Linked DNA regions of Ovis aries: region 1 is linked to region 2. Evidence: chromatin contacts called from public Hi-C data. All regions are on one chromosome and are shown on one strand. The core of a region is the stretch at or near the end of the contact, and the rest is flanking DNA. Distances in the headings are between cores, read along the strand shown. Region 1 holds the start of RAB11FIP4 (RAB11 family interacting protein 4). Region 2 overlaps RAB11FIP4 (RAB11 family interacting protein 4).

What was found. A called contact is a pair of places that touch in the nucleus more often than the background predicts.
Region 1: a contact with region 2 is called in a Hi-C map of liver, with 2.9 times the contacts expected there. The contact joins the promoter of RAB11FIP4 here to the enhancer-like site in region 2. A contact is called at or near these places in 11 of 16 Hi-C or Micro-C datasets (blood, hypothalamus, liver and 4 more).

What each region holds. Positions count from the first base shown.
Region 1 is chr11:18,349,929-18,353,204 of ARS-UI_Ramb_v3.0, forward strand. It overlaps RAB11FIP4 (RAB11 family interacting protein 4), which reads right to left and starts at 1,569. Exons shown (of 15, transcript XM_042255436.2): 1 at 1,387-1,569. The coding sequence starts at 1,545.
Region 2 is chr11:18,253,617-18,256,479 of ARS-UI_Ramb_v3.0, forward strand. RAB11FIP4 (RAB11 family interacting protein 4) reads right to left here. Exons shown (of 15, transcript XM_042255436.2): 8 at 2,652-2,751; 9 at 2,283-2,386; 10 at 1,120-1,260. Among named protein-coding and RNA genes, the nearest start is that of TRNAT-CGU, 23 kb to the left of the region's middle. Within about 2 kb of position 1,570, at least 2 of the 54 cell types and tissues checked have an H3K27ac peak or open chromatin away from gene starts, as enhancers often do. A contact at or near this core is called in liver, where this site is marked.

The DNA.
Region 1 (3,276 bases), core at 319-2,818, 96 kb after region 2:
AGCCAGGGCCAGCTGGGGTCTGCAGCCTGCCTCAGAGGATGGGAGGGGTCAGACCAGCCTTTGGGAAGAAAGATCAAGGGGCTGCAGGAAAGCGCCCTGAGCAGATCCTGGCAGAGGGAGAGCCTGGGTTCCAAAGGGCGGGCAGCAATGGGCCTCTCCCACACGTGGTACCTGAGTCCTCAGACTTGACACCTGCCTCATCCTCTTCTACCTACCGCTCTCAGGGACTCCCAGGCCCCAGCCCAGCCCAGCGACCACAAAGAGACGATTATCTATCATCCTTCCCCCTTGCCAGGTGACAGGGAGGCATGGATCCAACCCAACCAGGCCCGGGTTCTCCCATGTTCTGGAATGCTAGGCCCCAGCTGTTCCCGGAACAGAAAGCCAGGGAGTGCCAATGCAGAGCCAGAGGCCTCAGGTGGCCTTGGAAAGTCACTACTCAAGGTTTCGTGCCCTGACCATTTCAGAGTGGGCAGGAGCAGGAGTGTGGGATGCTCTCCTGCCAGGTAGGTGCCTTGCACATCCCCCACCACACACACATACCCACCTCTCCTCCATGGCATGAGAGGACACTGGTCTCTGCTCACCCTACTGGCAGCACCCACCCTCGGATCACAGCCCTGCTAACACTGTTCCTGCTTTCCCCAGATCCGCGCGGCCCCCACCCCGTTGCAGACACTGCTCAGCTGCTGTTCCCCAGCTTGGCTGTGGCAGGCTTGCTTGCCGCCACAGCCAGCTGCCAGTCAGGCCTGCCCCTCGGAGCCCGCAGGGTGCGGGGAGGAGGGGTGGTCACCAGGCGCTAGGCTGAGAATCCAGGAAGGCCGAAGGCAGACACCTCCCGCTAGGTTCCAGGCCGGCTGGGTGCAGTCAAGGGGCCGAGGCGGTAGAGCGCCCCTAGTTGTCCTCTCCTACCCTCGGCCAGGCCCAGTGGGGCGTGTGCTTCCCCCCTACTCCATCCCGCCCCTAACCCCGGCCCCCGTCCTGGGATTCCTGCACCGGACCTCTGCAATTCGGTCTCCGCAGGGCAGGCAGGGGAGGGGGTCCCAGAGCTAGAATCTGACGGTTCCCCCCGCCCCATATACCGAGTAGGCTGAAGAATGGTTAGAGGGACCCTCAGGGCCCGGGGTAAGCAAGGTGGGCAGAGAAGCCCCCCTGCTCCCCACTCCGGGGCGCGATGCGTGACACTCGCAGCACCTGCGCGAAAGGTGGAAAGCCAGGGTCCGACAGGGCGGGGAAGCCCCGGGGCTCGAAGTCCTCAGGTCCGGCGGGATGCCTCAGGGCTGCAGCCGCCGCCGCCGCCGGGGACTGGGAGCGGGCAGGTGAAAGGGCTAGGAAGCCGGGGGTGGGGGGACTGGGGCGCGGGCACCCCCGCCGCGGGGCCCTTACCTCCTCGCCTTGGCCAAAGCGCAGTCCGAGCGCCGCGACGCGCTCCACGCGCAGGAAGCCGTCGGGGTCGCGGCCGCACACCTCGAACACCTCGCGCAGGCGGCGCACTGAGCGCAGCAGAGCCGCGGGGGCGCCCGCCCAGCCCGCGCCGCCCGCCATCCGGGCCGGCCCCGCAGCTAGCCCGAGCCACGCGCCCTCCCGCCCCGCGCCGCCGCCGCCGCCGCCGCCGCCATCGCCGCGCGCCCTCCGCCCGGCGCTGCGACGCGCAGCCTCCGCCCGGTGGCGGCGGCGGCCGAGCCGTGTCAGCAGCGGCGCCGCAGCCCCGCGGCTCGGGGCGGGCGGGGGAGCGGGAGGCTGCAGACAAAAGGAGCCGCGCGCCTCCGAGGGCGGCCGCCCGCGCGGCCCCGCCGCCGCCGCCCCCAGGCTCGGGATCCCTGGGCCGCTCAGAGCTCGTCCCGTCCCCTAGAGAGCGGGAGGGTGGGTGTGCGACCCGCGCCCGGAAACCCAGGGCGGCCCCAAGGCTCCGCCCCTGCTTGGAGGAGTCCGCGAGGAAGCCCGAGCGCCCCCACCGGACCACCCGCGCTGGGGTCCAGCCGCCTCTCCCCCACCTCAGCCCCCCACCAGACGCCAACCCATCCCCGCTCACCGCGCCCTTTGTACGCGCCGGCGGTGCCGAGCGCTCAGTGTGTCCTAGAGGTTTCCTGTATTAGCGCGCTGGACTTGTTCCACTCGCCGCTGAGAAAGCTGAGACTCAGAGAGGTTGAACTACTTGCCCTAGGCCGCTCAGCCAGTCGGGGGCCAGGTCAGGATTCCTAGCCAGTCTGCAGCGGGATGGAGCTAGGCCCTCTACTCTTCCCCTCCTCTCTGCTGCCCCTTAAAGAATAGTTTCCAGGCTTAGGTCAGCACGGGCCTTCCCAGCAGAACTCAGGGCCAGCTCCGGGCTGGGCAAGGGCCGGGAGAGCGGGAGCGGGGACCCTGGGACAGAAGCGAGTAAGGGGAGACAGAGCAGTCAGGAGGAAGGAAAAGCAAGAGCTGCTCACAAGGCCGGCCTGGGGCCGCCCAGCATCTTGGGGAAGTTTCCTCCCTTCCCTTGAGTTCCCACGCTCACCCCTTTATTGCACCCTGGACCCTCAAGCTGAGAACCCGGGAAAGTCTTGGCCCTGGGGCTGATGGCAGCCTCCAGGCCTGTACCTTAGCCTCCTCCCAGTCCTGCTTAGCTCCCAATCCCTGCTCCTGGGACTCCCAGTTTCGCCCCCCGGCTCTGCAGAACCTGGCCTGGCTCTCTTCTCCTCCTTTTTGTTGCTCAGCATGCCTGGCCCTCGTGGCACTAGTTGTACCCAGCCCAAATGCAGGTCTTGGCTGAACCCACCCGCACTTAAGTTTTCCAGCTCAGTTCAGAGGTTTCCTCCTTTAGGAAGCCTTCCCTGACAGCACTCCATTTTGCCTGTTACTCTGATTTCTGATCCCCTCCTCCAGATGCTGACTTAGTTTTGTCATTCTCTGGTGGGCTGCCCATCTCCCCCATGGGCATGCTGGGAAATTCTCCAGGGCAGGATGTATCTTCGTCACTCTTGTTCCTCATCTCTAGGCAAGCAGGAAGCCCCTGCCCAGAGGAGATGGGGACCTACTCCATCATCGGCAGGAGCCACGAGCAGTGTAAGGACCTAGACAGGGAGGCTAGAGTGAGGCCCGGTTCTGGGCATGAGCTGTGTGGCTTCTCATCCTGGACCTCAGTTTCCCCTTCTGTGGTCTTCCTGCTCAACTGTGAGTATACCCTGTTCAGGGGCTGCCATGTGGCTTCTCTGATTCTCCCTCCCAAGAGGTTCAGGACAGAAAGGAGGTGGGCAGGGCAGGGTTACCCTGTTTTGGAAGCTGTAGAAATGACTCTCA
Region 2 (2,863 bases), core at 320-2,819:
TGGAGTCAGGCAAAGGGCCGGCCTCCTGGGCCCGCACAGCCACCTGCATCCCAGCCGCCTCTCAGCCAGCCGACTGGCCGGCTGTCAGAGCAGGCAGAGGACGTGATGCTGAATGAGGGACCGGGCTCATTAAGAAACAGGTGCAAAACAGCAGCTTCTAGAACATGAGTGGACAATTCAGGGAAATTGGCGGGGCGGGGTGTCTCTGATTGCATGGAGGTTTGGCCCGCCCAGTCCCCTTTGGGCCTGCTTGACCCTGCCAGCCGTGAGGTGAGAAGTGAGAAACCACCTCCCACCCCAGGCTGGGCAGGGCAGACTCGCCAAGGCTCAGCTCAGAGCCTGGGGCAGCAAGGGGCCTGAGGGGAAGGGGGGCAGCCATCCACTGTGTCAGGGGCCCAGGAGGGCCTCTGGCCTGGGTCGGGGGAGAGGGCCTTGGACATCCTCAGAGTCCCCACCTAGGTGCAGTGGTCAGCTGTGCCGCAGCCCATCTGCCTTCCTGCTCACTCTACGGGGAGGCTGACGGATGGATATTGAGGCCCAGGAAGAGACAGAGGACGTCCAACGTCACAGAGCTAGCGGGTGACCACGCCAGGCCCCCAGGTCGTCCTCCCCTGCCTGCCTCCGGTGCAAACAGCTGTGGCTCAGGCCCAGGGGCAGCCCTGCACAGCCTCTGTCCCCGGGTCACCGGGTCAGGGCTCCCTAGTGTTCAGGGGCGGGGAGAACCCAACAGCAGGGGGCGCTCCAAGCCTGGACAGCAGACCCAGCCCAGGACTCAGGGCAAGACCAGTGTGTGCATATTCCCTTAACCTATGCTCTGCTGCTGCTGCTAAGTCGCTTCAGTCATGTCAGACTCTGTGCGACCCCATAGACGGCAGCCCACCAGGCTCCCCCATCCCTGGGATTCTCCCAGCAAGAACACTGGGGATAAAGCATCACTTCCAGTTGGACCTACTATGAAAAATGTTACTTTGCACATTCTTTTACCTGCTTCCTAGAGAACACGCCCAGGCGTTCAGGTATCAAAAGGAGAACTGTTAGGACCAGAGGCTTCCCTGTGGGATGTTTTCCCATCTAAATAATGGGACTGAATCTGCCCGCAGAGGCATCAGAGGGACCCACCTGGTGGTGAGCAGCTCGATCTCCGTGCTGCGCTCGCGCTCCAGCTTGCTGTAGGCCTCGCGGTGACGCCTCGCCTCCTCCTCCAGGGCCTGCTCGGCCGTGGTCTCCTGATCCTTCACCATCTCCTCCAGCTCGTGCACCCTGCGGAGAGGCATGCGGGCCCAGTGCAGGGCCAGCTCTCGTGGCCTCACTCTCCTCCCCTCAACCTAGGCTGCGACCAAGGGGAGCCCCGGACCCCACGTCACGGACAACCCAACTGTGGGCTGGTAGCTCTACTGACAGATGAACAGGGGACCCTGCAGAAGCTGAGGAGAGGCGGGCCAGCCACGCGTGCCACCGAAGGGCGGTGCCGGCAGTCAGTCCAGAGGGGAGAAGCGGGTCTCCTAGGGCGGCACGGAGAGGGCCGGCCTCACTGCAGCCGGATCAAACAGCCCAGAGGCCTCGCCTCCTCTTTTCACTCCCTCCCTTCCAGGACGGGATGCCTCTGATCAACAGTTCAGCTCACTGGGCACCTTGACTGCAAACATGGGCACGTCCTGGCCGGTGGTGAGCACGCCAGAGCTGGGGAAGGCCTGGCACCACTGTGGACCTTCTAACCCTGTGACTCGTGGCCAGGATGGTGTAACACTCCGGGACATGACCCTCTGGGAGGCTGACCCTCTGGGCTGCACAAGAGGACCTGTCTTTGAGTCCTCCAAGGTTGAGGACCAGACCCTGGGTGGGGATCAGTTTACCAAGTTTCAGGAGGGTTATACTCTACACGCACCACCTCATCAAGTTGTGTTCAGTGGGCCTCTGTCGGGGGGAGGGCAGAGCAATGCCTGGACCCCTCCCACAGGTGGCAGGTGTGAGCCCGACTCCCACCAGCCTCTCCCTCTGTAAAGCTTGTCCCCCGGAACGGAGCCAGGCTCTCATTGTTGCAGGACAGAGATAGGAAATGGGTCTCAACTTCCACCTTTGACCCGAGCTGGGGCTGCAGACCTGGAGGGCCGAGGTCAAGCTCTGTCTTCCTGGCCCCTAAAGACCTGTCCCCCTGGGCGCCCAACATGGGCGGGGCCAACAGCAAGGTGCTGACAGGTCACAGGCCCGCCGAGCTAGAAGGACACGCAGGTCACCCCCGCCCCGACCTCCCCCGGGGCGGTCGCGGCCGAGGCCGGCCTGACCTGTGCACCAGCTGTGTATTCTCCTGCTTCAGCTTGCTCTTCAGGTCCCCGTTGGTCAGGCTGTCGTTCTCCAGCTCTGTCACCTTTTTTTCCAGGAAGCTCACCTACCATAAGGGGGTGGCGGAGAAAACCTTTGAGTCCACAGGACAGAGAACCTAACGATGGTGAGACTGAGGCCAGGACCCCCACTGGTGTGTGAAGAGGAGTCATGTTGGGGTGGGGATGGGATGGATGTGTCCAGGTGGTCGGGGCTGCCTACCCCCAACTCCTGGGTCTTCCACGTCCCCAGGCAGTACCTCAGAGCACCCCAACCCCACCCCAGGGGGCACGCGTGGCGAGTCCCGTCTGCCCACGCCCGCCCTGGCGCACCTTCTCCGTGATGTCGTTGTCACAGGAGTCAATGCTGTCCCGGAACAGGTCCTCGGTGCTGCCGTTGCTGCTGCTAAAGTTGCTGCTGTGCATGAGCTGCCTGGGGGTGGTGTGGTGGGGGGGAAATGCATGTCTGTGCATGAGCTGCCTGGTGGGGAGGGGGAGGCCTGTCCTGCTGCAGGGGCCTTGGGGAGACTGGGGTTCAGACTCAG